Linked DNA regions of Arachis hypogaea: region 2 is linked to region 1. A link is a contact called in public Hi-C data. All regions are on one chromosome and are shown on one strand. The core of a region is the stretch at or near the end of the contact, and the rest is flanking DNA. Distances in the headings are between cores, read along the strand shown.

Region 1 (5,389 bases), core at 1,859-4,358:
GAAGAAGGAGAAATAAAAAGCAAGAAACGAAAGAAAAGAAGAAGAGTAATGGTTGAAGAAGGAGAAATAGAAAGCAAAAAACGAAAGAAAAGAAAAGAAGAAGAGGAAGAAGAATGTGCGCAAGAAAAGGAGGAAGGTACACCTGTAAAGATTTGTATAAGAAAACGCTTGTACATGGAAAATTTTTCTAAAATATAATCACAAACATTGTATTTTAAAATACTAAATATATTTTATATTTTTTTAATTAAAAAAAACACAAAAATACTATAAAAAATACACCTTATTCTTTTATTTTTCTTTCATTATTCATATCAATCTTTTATAATTATATTTTTTATCATTGTATTTGTTTCTAAATTTCTTTTATAAAAAAATGAGTAAATTATTTTTTTATAATTTATGTTTATATATTTAGTTTTATCACTAAAATATAAAAATATTAATTTTAATGTCTCTCTGTGATGTTTTTAATATTCTTTGTTTTCCTAACCAACTGCAACCTTTGAGAATACTAGTAGACGTCACTTGGTGTTGACTGAGACGGTGAGACCGACTCACTTACCACACATAATTGTGAGCTTCTCTTTCAATTCAACTAACACTTTAAAATAGTCTCCAACCTACGTTATTACCACTAGTTAGTTCTATACAATACAAGTTCTGAGCATCAAAGTTCAAACTGGTTCTTTACAATAATTCAATATAGGACAGGAGTTATTATCATCACATTTCTCTCGTTGCTTGTTACCCTTTTTACTTGTGCATTTACGGCAAAGCTTCCCATGTGTATACATGAGACAATTCAGGTCAAATTTAAGTTCATTTGGGATCCTTTCGTTTAGATGAAGATATGTCTTGTTTCTGTCAGCAGCAGCTGGCACCCAACCAATTGTTTTTGCTATCTCAAAAATCTGCATAAATATTCAACTGTGTTAGGAATAGAAAAACGAATTCATGTTCTGTACAAAGAATGATTAAGTCATAATACTTACGTGAGTGTCAACGGGAAAATCATCTAGCTGAAGATTGAACATCAACACACAAGCCACCTATTATCAATTCCATACTTTAGCAAACCCAACATAAACCAGAAATGGAAGACACATCTGTGTTTGATCGAATCCTACTCCCTCTATTCCTTTTGTATCTATTGCTGTTACTTTTTGGTGCGTTATTTGAACAATGTATCTTAATGGGTTGACTCCAGACATGATTTATGACAAAGTGCAATGGCGTCATTTGAAACATATAGCTGATCCCACCTAGTGGGATAAAGCTTTGTTATTGGTTAACTGTTTGTTTAAGTTGAACAACATATCTTAATACAATTTGTATCAAAATCAATTGATTCAAAGATGTACCAAAATGAAATGGTGATAAATAAAAGGGAGTAGAGGGAGAAATTTTAGAATTTCAGCATGATAATACTAACTACTGGGAAGAAATGGAATCATCACTGTTATTAGCTTCATGTTTTAAGGATTATTAGCACAATAAACTATTAAACACATACCATGAGAGGCAGTCATTATTTTTTTCTTGGTTGTAAAAAAGGAAGCAATTTCCATTACTATTACGAATCGAGGAAAATGAATGTGTATCCAATATATCCCGAAAACAGAAGTCTTTCTTAATTAAGACATGAATAGAAAATTCTCCTCCTATTAGTCAAAAGATTAATGAAGATAACAGTGTCTTATAACATAAGCAATATGATGACAGAAAAGCTGATTATTTCCAAACCATATTTGGATAAGAAAATCCAACATGCATTAAAAAGGATGGTCAGAGCAAGATTTTAACCCTACAATATTGTGCTGTGATCAGTCACAGCAATTACAGAACACAAGATCCCAATAAAGACACATGCCCATCAGCCTCCTTTTCTAGTTGTTTTGTAATTAAGTTTTTCCTTAAAATATGTCAATCCATGTAGCTGACCGTACTTAGTCAAGACTCAGGACTTCACTACTATTCAAAAGTTGTTCCTAGAAGCCAATCTACCAAATGATCCCAAATCCCTATAACAAATGAATCTTGGTAGGACTGTAGGATAGAATATAAACTGCCTCCTCTATTCCAAGCTCCTCTGTGTTAACAGATTGATCAAGTCCTATTCCATTTATTTAACCAAGCCAAATACCACACATTGCTAGAACAAAGTTTCTAATGCAATATACAGATGCAATCTTGCTCAAACTACCAGGAAATACTTCTAACTAAGATATGCTGCATTAATTAAAACATGTTCCTACAATATGCTGCATTGAGAAACATTAGCAATCAATAAGCTGAAAACAAAAGACAAAAGGGAAAAGAAGATTTACAGTTTTGGGACCAATTCCCTTGAAAAGAGAAAGCTCAGCCTTAACTTCATCAATGGACAAGTCTCGCAAATACTCCAAGCACAACTTGCCTCTCTTCTCCAGCAAGCAACGCAACATGTTCTTAATACACGAGGCCTTTGTGGGTGCCAAACCCCCGCATCGAATCGCATTCTCCAACTCCTTCGAATCCGCACCAAGCACCTTCCACCCAAAAAAAAGAGGAACGAATTGGAACAGCAGATAAGTAATTTTATAACTACACTAAAAACCCCCAATGTGAATTATTAGGGCACAAATAGAAATGGAATTACGTACATGTTCCCAGGTGGGGAAGGATGATTTGAGGGAATCGAAGGCCTTTTGGGAATTGGACTCGGTGGTGTTCTGAGAGAGCACTGTTCGGACCAAACCGTCGAGCACGGTTTCCGGCGGGATGGTAGCGGCGTGGTGGTGGTTGTCGTCATCGTGTTGTCGGTTGCGGTACTTGGCGAATTCGGGAGGGAAACCGTGGAGGGCTAAGAGGGTGTCTCGTAGGGAGAGGCATTCTTGTGGAGTGGGGCCACTGTGAGAAGAGTATGGATTCGTGGCGGTGGCGGTGGCGGTGGCGGTAGTGGTGGCTGATTTAGAAGAAACACGAACTGATTTTGATTTTGGTTGCGGATTAGGGAGGCGGTGGAGCTCCGCCTCCACTTGCAGCTGATGCTGCTTCCTCTTGAGGATCTTCTTTTTATCCATTCTTCTGTGTAACGCTTTAATCTTAGTTCGTCTCTTTCTAGTAAGCAATTAACCAGGGTTAATAATCAAATTAATATATACTAGCGGCTCAACAGGCACGAATTTAGCCTGCTTTTCTATTATTTTTAAGAAATTAATTTTATTTTTTTATTAATATATTATTTATTTTTTAAATTTATTAGATAAATATTTTTTATTTTAATATTGGCGTGATCTTATTTATATCATATTTTGTTGAAATTAAAATTACTATAAAACACTTTAAAATGTTAAATTATAAAACCACATAACAAAGAGGTAATATAAAATCGCCATAGTTTAAAGTTCTAGGTAATATATAAGGTGAAATATTCGATAGAGTAAATTTTTATTCTCAACTATTCTAAAATATACAAAAAGTATTTTCAGAATGATAATGCTTCTATTGTATTTCTTTAAAAGTTTTGAATGTCGTCTATTAATTTATAATATTTTTAATTTAATTTTTTTAATTTATTATGACAAAATAACGATATGATGAAGATTTTGTCCGCTAAAATTGCGAAAATATTTTTAAAAATTAGTTTATTCATTGTATTTTATTTTGTTTTTTTTTTGTGTTTATGTTATATTTCATACATTATTAAATTTTAATTTGATAATTTTTTTTTATCATCAAGGACTTATTATTTAGTTACTGTAATTTAATTAAGATTTATTTTTTATCACTAAATGATGTTATGTGTATTGGGTTATTGCCATTAAATAATATATTTGTAGTAGCATTTTTTTAGTTTGTACTTAAATTAGTTATTCAATAAAAATTTGTCCGGTAACTCATAAAAATATATACAATGTTATCTATATTTTTAATTTAGTTAGCTATTGACTTATAATATTTAATATAGTATTTTGATATTTTTTAAAAAATTAGAACACATTTTTTCATGACCAATTTTTACTATCTATTAAATTTTTAATTGGGTAAAGATTCTATAATAAAAAGGATCCATATAATTTATACAATACATTAATAAATACATGAGATAAAATAAGACATATTTTTGTACTATTTTTCAATAGTTGTTATTTTGTGTTTAAGGTAGATCTTTTCTAATTTTACTATTTAATTTTAAAAGATATATGTTGTTACCAAAATTTTATTACAAAGTTATTGTTATTATTAGTTTTATGAATGTATTGCCAATTTAAACTTTATAGTATTTGTTAATTATTTGTTTTATTTTTTTTATTATAGAATTCATAATTTTGTTTAACATTAGGCATTTTATATAGTAGTGTACAATATCAAACCTCTTAATTTATTCAATACAAAAAATATTTTAAATGAATATTATGCGATGAAGATAAAATATTAAAAATATAAGTAGAGTAAGTGAGTACTAACTTCATATTTGCATGACTTTTAGCATTGTTTGTAACTGGTTCATTATAAGAGATTGATTGAGGCATTGAATTAGTAGCAGTGGTGTATGTCTCGACCTATACTAATACAAAAAAAAAATACAAACTTAATATGTTGTAGATTATCTTAAAAGAATTAAAAATTAGTTCTCAGAAATCAAATCAAATCGCGTAAATTAAGTTAATTAATTTTGTTAATCTTCTATACTAAGATTTAATGTATAGGCAAAATGACTTAAAACGACGTTATTACATGTTTTAAATATATAGGGTACTAACCAGTTAGGACATCACCACATCTTTTACTTGAACAACTTCATTATAATATGATTCCAGACATATATTTTTAAAGAGCAATACAGATAATAAGCATAATTTGAATTCATAAGAGTAAAATTAGTTATCATGATTAAAGTTAACTTTTATGTCACGTATAAAGGTGATTTTAATTATTTTAAATTTGTTTAATTTTATTCTAAAATAGAGAATATTTTAAAAATAATATTCTTCTATTATAATTTTTTTATTGATTTTTTTCAAAGTTTGAATATCGTCCATTAATTTGTGACATTTTTAAATTTATTTTTTTAATTTATTATGATAAATTAATAATATGATGAGTATTTTGTCCGTTAAAATTGCAGAAATATTTTTTAAAAAATAGTTTATTTGTTATACTCTAATTTATCTTTATTTTTTGTGTTAATATGTTAACATTTCACATTAGAAATTTATTATATATTTAATATTATTAAATTAATAATTTAAAGAAACAAATTTATTTTCATTTTATACTTATTACTTTGTAAAATATATTTAATCACTCAGATTTAAAAATACACGTGGCAAAAAATAGGCGATATGTTAATTTTTTTCTCTTTATTCTATTTGTTATTATTAGTTTTATGAATACATTATTT
Region 2 (4,768 bases), core at 1,168-3,667, 630 kb after region 1:
CTAAAAAGAGGCGATGCGCTGAGAACAGAAGAAATTGAGAAGAGGCACTGTGCGGAAAAAAGAAGAAATTGATTAGGAGTGGCGTGATCGAAGAAACTGGGTTAGCTGGGTCGTGGTTCTGTTTTGGTGTGCGCATGATATGTTATTAGTTACTTCTATACATATATTGTAACCCTTTTCATTAACTTATGTATTTTATGGGAAATGCTAGTTGTACAATAATAATCAGTCTTTAATCAGTCTTTAATTAGATTTAAATAATATTTAATTATTTTTTTAGTGTAACATGTTCCTATTTTGTAGATACATATCTATAATTAGATTTTAATTTAAATTTAAATTTTAAAACCCACCCACTTCATTGGTGGTTACAGTGACTTTGCTTTACTTTCGTAACTTTACGTAACAAATACAGTTTTTTAAATTCTTTATTCTATGGGACATTCACACGCATTAGTGAATTCCAAATCAAAAAGGACGCTGCCAGCTGAATTCTCCATCTCGTCTTTATTGGTGAAGACCATCACCACCTTCCAGCTGAAGTACTCTCTCATTTTGCATTTGGTGAAAGGTATCATTAATTTCCACACATGTGTTTATGTAATTTGTTAAGAAATACCATGTTCAATATTTTTAATTATATTTTAATTTAAACATAAAAATACTCTGCTGATTTAATTGGAACAAAGTTGATCTTATTTAATTTTATTAATAAAGTTGTTGCAAATAAAGTACTATCTACATAAGTAGTTTGAGCAAAGAAGCAAAAAAAATCTGGAGTTTAAGAGAGAAGATGTAGTTGATATGGTCATAAAAATTCTCTTGTTATTTATCAATTATAACACATGATAGTATGATATTTTATTCAAAATATTTTTAAAACACATCCAAAATCAGGCTAACTTTAAATATTTAAATTTAAACGTTAATAATACAATTAATCTTTTGATTTTTTATTCGATCAAATGAAAATAATATTTATTATTTAAATTATCAGTTAAATTTTTTTCGATACTTATTAGTTTTCAAAATTATTATAATCAACAATTAATTTAAAATTGTGTTGTTATTTTTCGATTATAACACATCTGATAGTATGATATTTTATACAAAATATTTTTAAAACACATCTAAAATCAGTCAACTTTAATAATACAATATAAATGTTAATAATACAATTATGAATGGTCGAATATAATTATATACATAAACTAAAATATTTTCAATTGCAGTTTCTTTTTCAATTGTAACACATCTAAAATATTAAGTTATACAAAAAATATTTTTAAAACACATCCAAAATCATAAATCTAAAATTTAAATTTAAACATTAAAAAACAATTGTAACACATCTAAAATTATGAAGTTATACAGAAAATATAAAATCATAAATCTAAAATCTAAATTTAAACATTAAAAAATAATTGTAACACATCTAAAATTATGAAGTTATACAGAAAATATTTTTGAAACACATCCAAAATCATAAATCTAAAATCTAAATTTAAACATTAAAAAATAATTGTAACACATCTAAAATTATGAAGTTATACATAAAATATTTTTAAAACACATCCAAAATCATAAATCTAAAATTTAAATTTAAACATTAAAAAGACAGCGTTGTAAATGAGCGCCGAAAAGGAGGAAGACAGCGTTGAGGATGAGCGCGGAAGAGGAAGGTGGCACGGATGAACCGACAGCGGAGGATGACTTCTCGATGTGCACCTCTGAGTTTTCCATGTGCGCCTCTGGATTTTCGACATGGCGCAAACGTGACTTCTCTACTTCTTTGAGTGTTATTGTACGAGTTTAATTAATAATTTGATAGTTTAAGGTTTATTTTATAATTTTAAAATTAAAATTTTGAATTTTGAATAATTTGATTTTTAGATATGTATTTAAATTATAATATATTAATAATTAAATATATTAAATCTGAAACAGAAATTTAAAATTTAAATTTTAAATTTTAATTTTTTTTAGATTGTATTTTGAATGTGTATTTAATTTTAAAAAGACAATAAATCTATTCATAATTTTTAGTTGTGTTTATTTTAATTTTTTTAATTATTATAATAAAAGGCTGAATGTTATCCTATTTTTAAAAGATACCTAATTAAACCGGTATTTTATCGTATTTGTAGAGAATGGCTGAAAGCTGTGTACAATAGCATTTTTGTACTTAAAATGACTTCATAAGACTACAAAATTAATTTTTCAATTTTTAATTGACCAAATTTAAACCCTCAAATTTTAAAACATAATTTACATTAGCCCTTCTATCTATGTTGTTATAAAAAGATGACCTGACACATTAAGTTGATAGCTAATTCTTACAATAATTATGTGAGGTTGTAAATTTGGGAGAAGCCATAGGAGGGAATATTGTTGAAGAAGAAGAGGGTGGTGGACTGGTGGAGGCCATCAACGGAGAAGTCAAAGACAATAGCGGCTCACTGGAAAACAAGGTAAAACAAGGGATTTCTCACTAGCAGTGGCGCAAAAGGTGGTGGTTGCATGGTCAACGATCGCCATCGCCAGAAAGCGAAACATATATGATGGAAGAAGCATGTTTGGGTAGTTCTATTTCTTGGTTTGTCATTTTTCATGGTTTTATTCATGATTTGGTTATGGATTTATGTGGATTCAAGTGCATGGTTATTGAATTTGGAAGATTATAAAATCACTCAGATAAAATTGAAAATTTTTTTGGAGAAATGAAAAGGAAATTCTAGTTTCTTTGGTTTTTGTCCCTTCTTCATTTGGGAGAAAGATTATTCGCTTTTTTGTTTGATTCTTTTTTAACTTTTTTTAATATTTTCTTTTAGGAAATTTATCCTTTTTTTTTATATAAGCATTGCGTTATTGAGAAAAGATTAACGCCTTCAATCTAGGAAATTTGAGACATTTGCTAGGAGTTTATGCTCAATCAAACAAGATTAATAATGTTGTACATTCAAATTTGTTTATGAAGTAAGTCTAACCAAATAAACAATAAGATTTAAAATAATATTAGTCATGACTAATTTTTATTATGTTTAAGTATTTAGTTAGACTTGGTTAATAAAAAAAGGTTTAATTACTCTATTGGTCTTTATAGTTTTGTGAAATTTTCAATTAGGTTTATATACTTTTTTTTCTTTTAATTGGGTTTCTGCACTATTTTTTTTTTCAATTAAGTCCCTTTTAGTAGTAATTGGCTTAATTTTATAGGACCCACTAAAAAAAAGAATTGGTATAGAAACCTAAATAAAAGGAAAAAAAAGTGTAATGACCCAATTTAAAAAAAAAAATTGGTGCAAGGACTCAATTAAAAAGAAAAAAATATAAGACCTAATTGAAAATTTCGCAAAATTATAAGACTAACAGAATAATTAAACTATAAAAAAATTTAGATGTATAGCATTTTTCTAAAATTCATGTCTATGACAAATTTGTTATACCAAATCTCAACTGCAAGGGCATCCATTGTTTTTTTCTTTCTTTTCTCTTTCGGCTCATGGATTCTTGGTTGACTGGTTTGTTCTAACACCCGAGCCCCTATAAAGGAAGTCCCAAAAGCTTAGTCATAAACTCATAATACAATAACGGCACTATACCGGGCATAAGCCCATGACTAAGCAAAATGCCGAATTAACAAAAAGAAGACATTCTTGACCAAAAAAAACAAAAAAGCAAAAAAACAAAAAAACAAAAAGAAGACATTTCTTTATTTTTATTAGTGTCCAAGAAATATTGTTTCAAGTCCAAAAATATATATATATATTGTTTTAAACAAATACAAATTACAATAATGCTTATAAATATATTTAACAATTTTATCATGATTAAAAATGCTACTGTTGAAAGAAATTCCTTTGAGTGAAGCGCGGGGAAAGTAAAAGCGCGCACTGGGAGATGTTGCTTAGTAACAGTCGCTGCATGCTTCTCAACTTGTACACTTTTTCTCCTGCGACTTTCTTCAAACACCTTACGCCCAACAACAAACCCACCACTCGCTGCCACCGCAAAACCACCGTCAAATCCCTCGCCACTCTTTCCCACTTCCGATCCCTATCCTCCCGCCAGAGACACCAGATCCATCTCTACGTTCACGCTATTCTCCAATGGAACAAGGTATACATAATACATACTTTCCAATTCTTTCAACTCTTCAACTACATTAACACTTAATTTCCGCGTTTTCAATTGCAGCGCATGAATCTCACCGCAGTCAAAGACGCCGATGAAGTCATGGAGAGGCACGTCGAGGACTCGCTCGCGATCCTCCCTCCTCTTAGGGATTGCTACCGCACGCGCTGCGGCGGCGCGCCGCCACATGAGAAGCTTAGCCTCGTGGACGTTGGAACAGGTGCTGGTCTTCCCGGAGTTGTTTTGGCCATAGCTTGTCCAGGTGAATTTTCGCTGCTTTTTTTTCCTTGTGTAATTAGATTCAGTTCCTTTTTTGCGAGTTGTGATATTCTCTGTTTTTGCAATTGAAATGGAGTAGAATGGGAAGTTACACTGATGGAGTCCATGAACAAGAGATGCGTATTCTTGGAGCATGTTGTTGGAATCATCGGTTCATCAAATATCCAGATAGTAAGAGGAAGAGCAGAGGTAACACACACGCTTCCATATTCTTGTATTATGAAACTGTAAATGCATATTTGTTGATCCTTTTTGAAATTTTAATTTCAGTTTCTTATGTAGTTAAGGTATTGGAATTTGAAACGCAATCTCCCTTACCATTTTTAATGCATGTGGTGTTATTTTGAATCCACTT

What was found. Hi-C and Micro-C count contacts between places; a contact is called where the count stands out from the background.
Region 2: a contact with region 1 is called in a Hi-C map of leaf, with 2.7 times the contacts expected there. The contact joins the promoter of LOC112722393 here to the promoter of LOC112722392 in region 1. A contact is called at or near these places in 2 of 8 Hi-C or Micro-C datasets (both in leaf).

The regions. Positions count from the first base shown.
Region 1 is chr11:114,001,746-114,007,134 of arahy.Tifrunner.gnm2.J5K5, forward strand. LOC112722392 (putative DNA glycosylase At3g47830) reads right to left here and starts at 3,109. Exons shown (of 4, transcript XM_025773397.3): 1 at 2,646-3,109; 2 at 2,331-2,531; 3 at 996-1,052; 4 at 529-914. The coding sequence starts at 3,065. The coding sequence ends at 678.
Region 2 is chr11:114,636,398-114,641,165 of arahy.Tifrunner.gnm2.J5K5, forward strand. It overlaps LOC112722393, which reads left to right and starts at 2,418. Exons shown (of 8, transcript XM_025773399.3): 1 at 2,418-2,580; 2 at 3,871-4,119; 3 at 4,198-4,396; 4 at 4,493-4,602. The coding sequence starts at 3,901. LOC112724016 (a long non-coding RNA gene) reads right to left here and starts at 134. Exons shown (of 3, transcript XR_003163271.3): 1 at 1-134.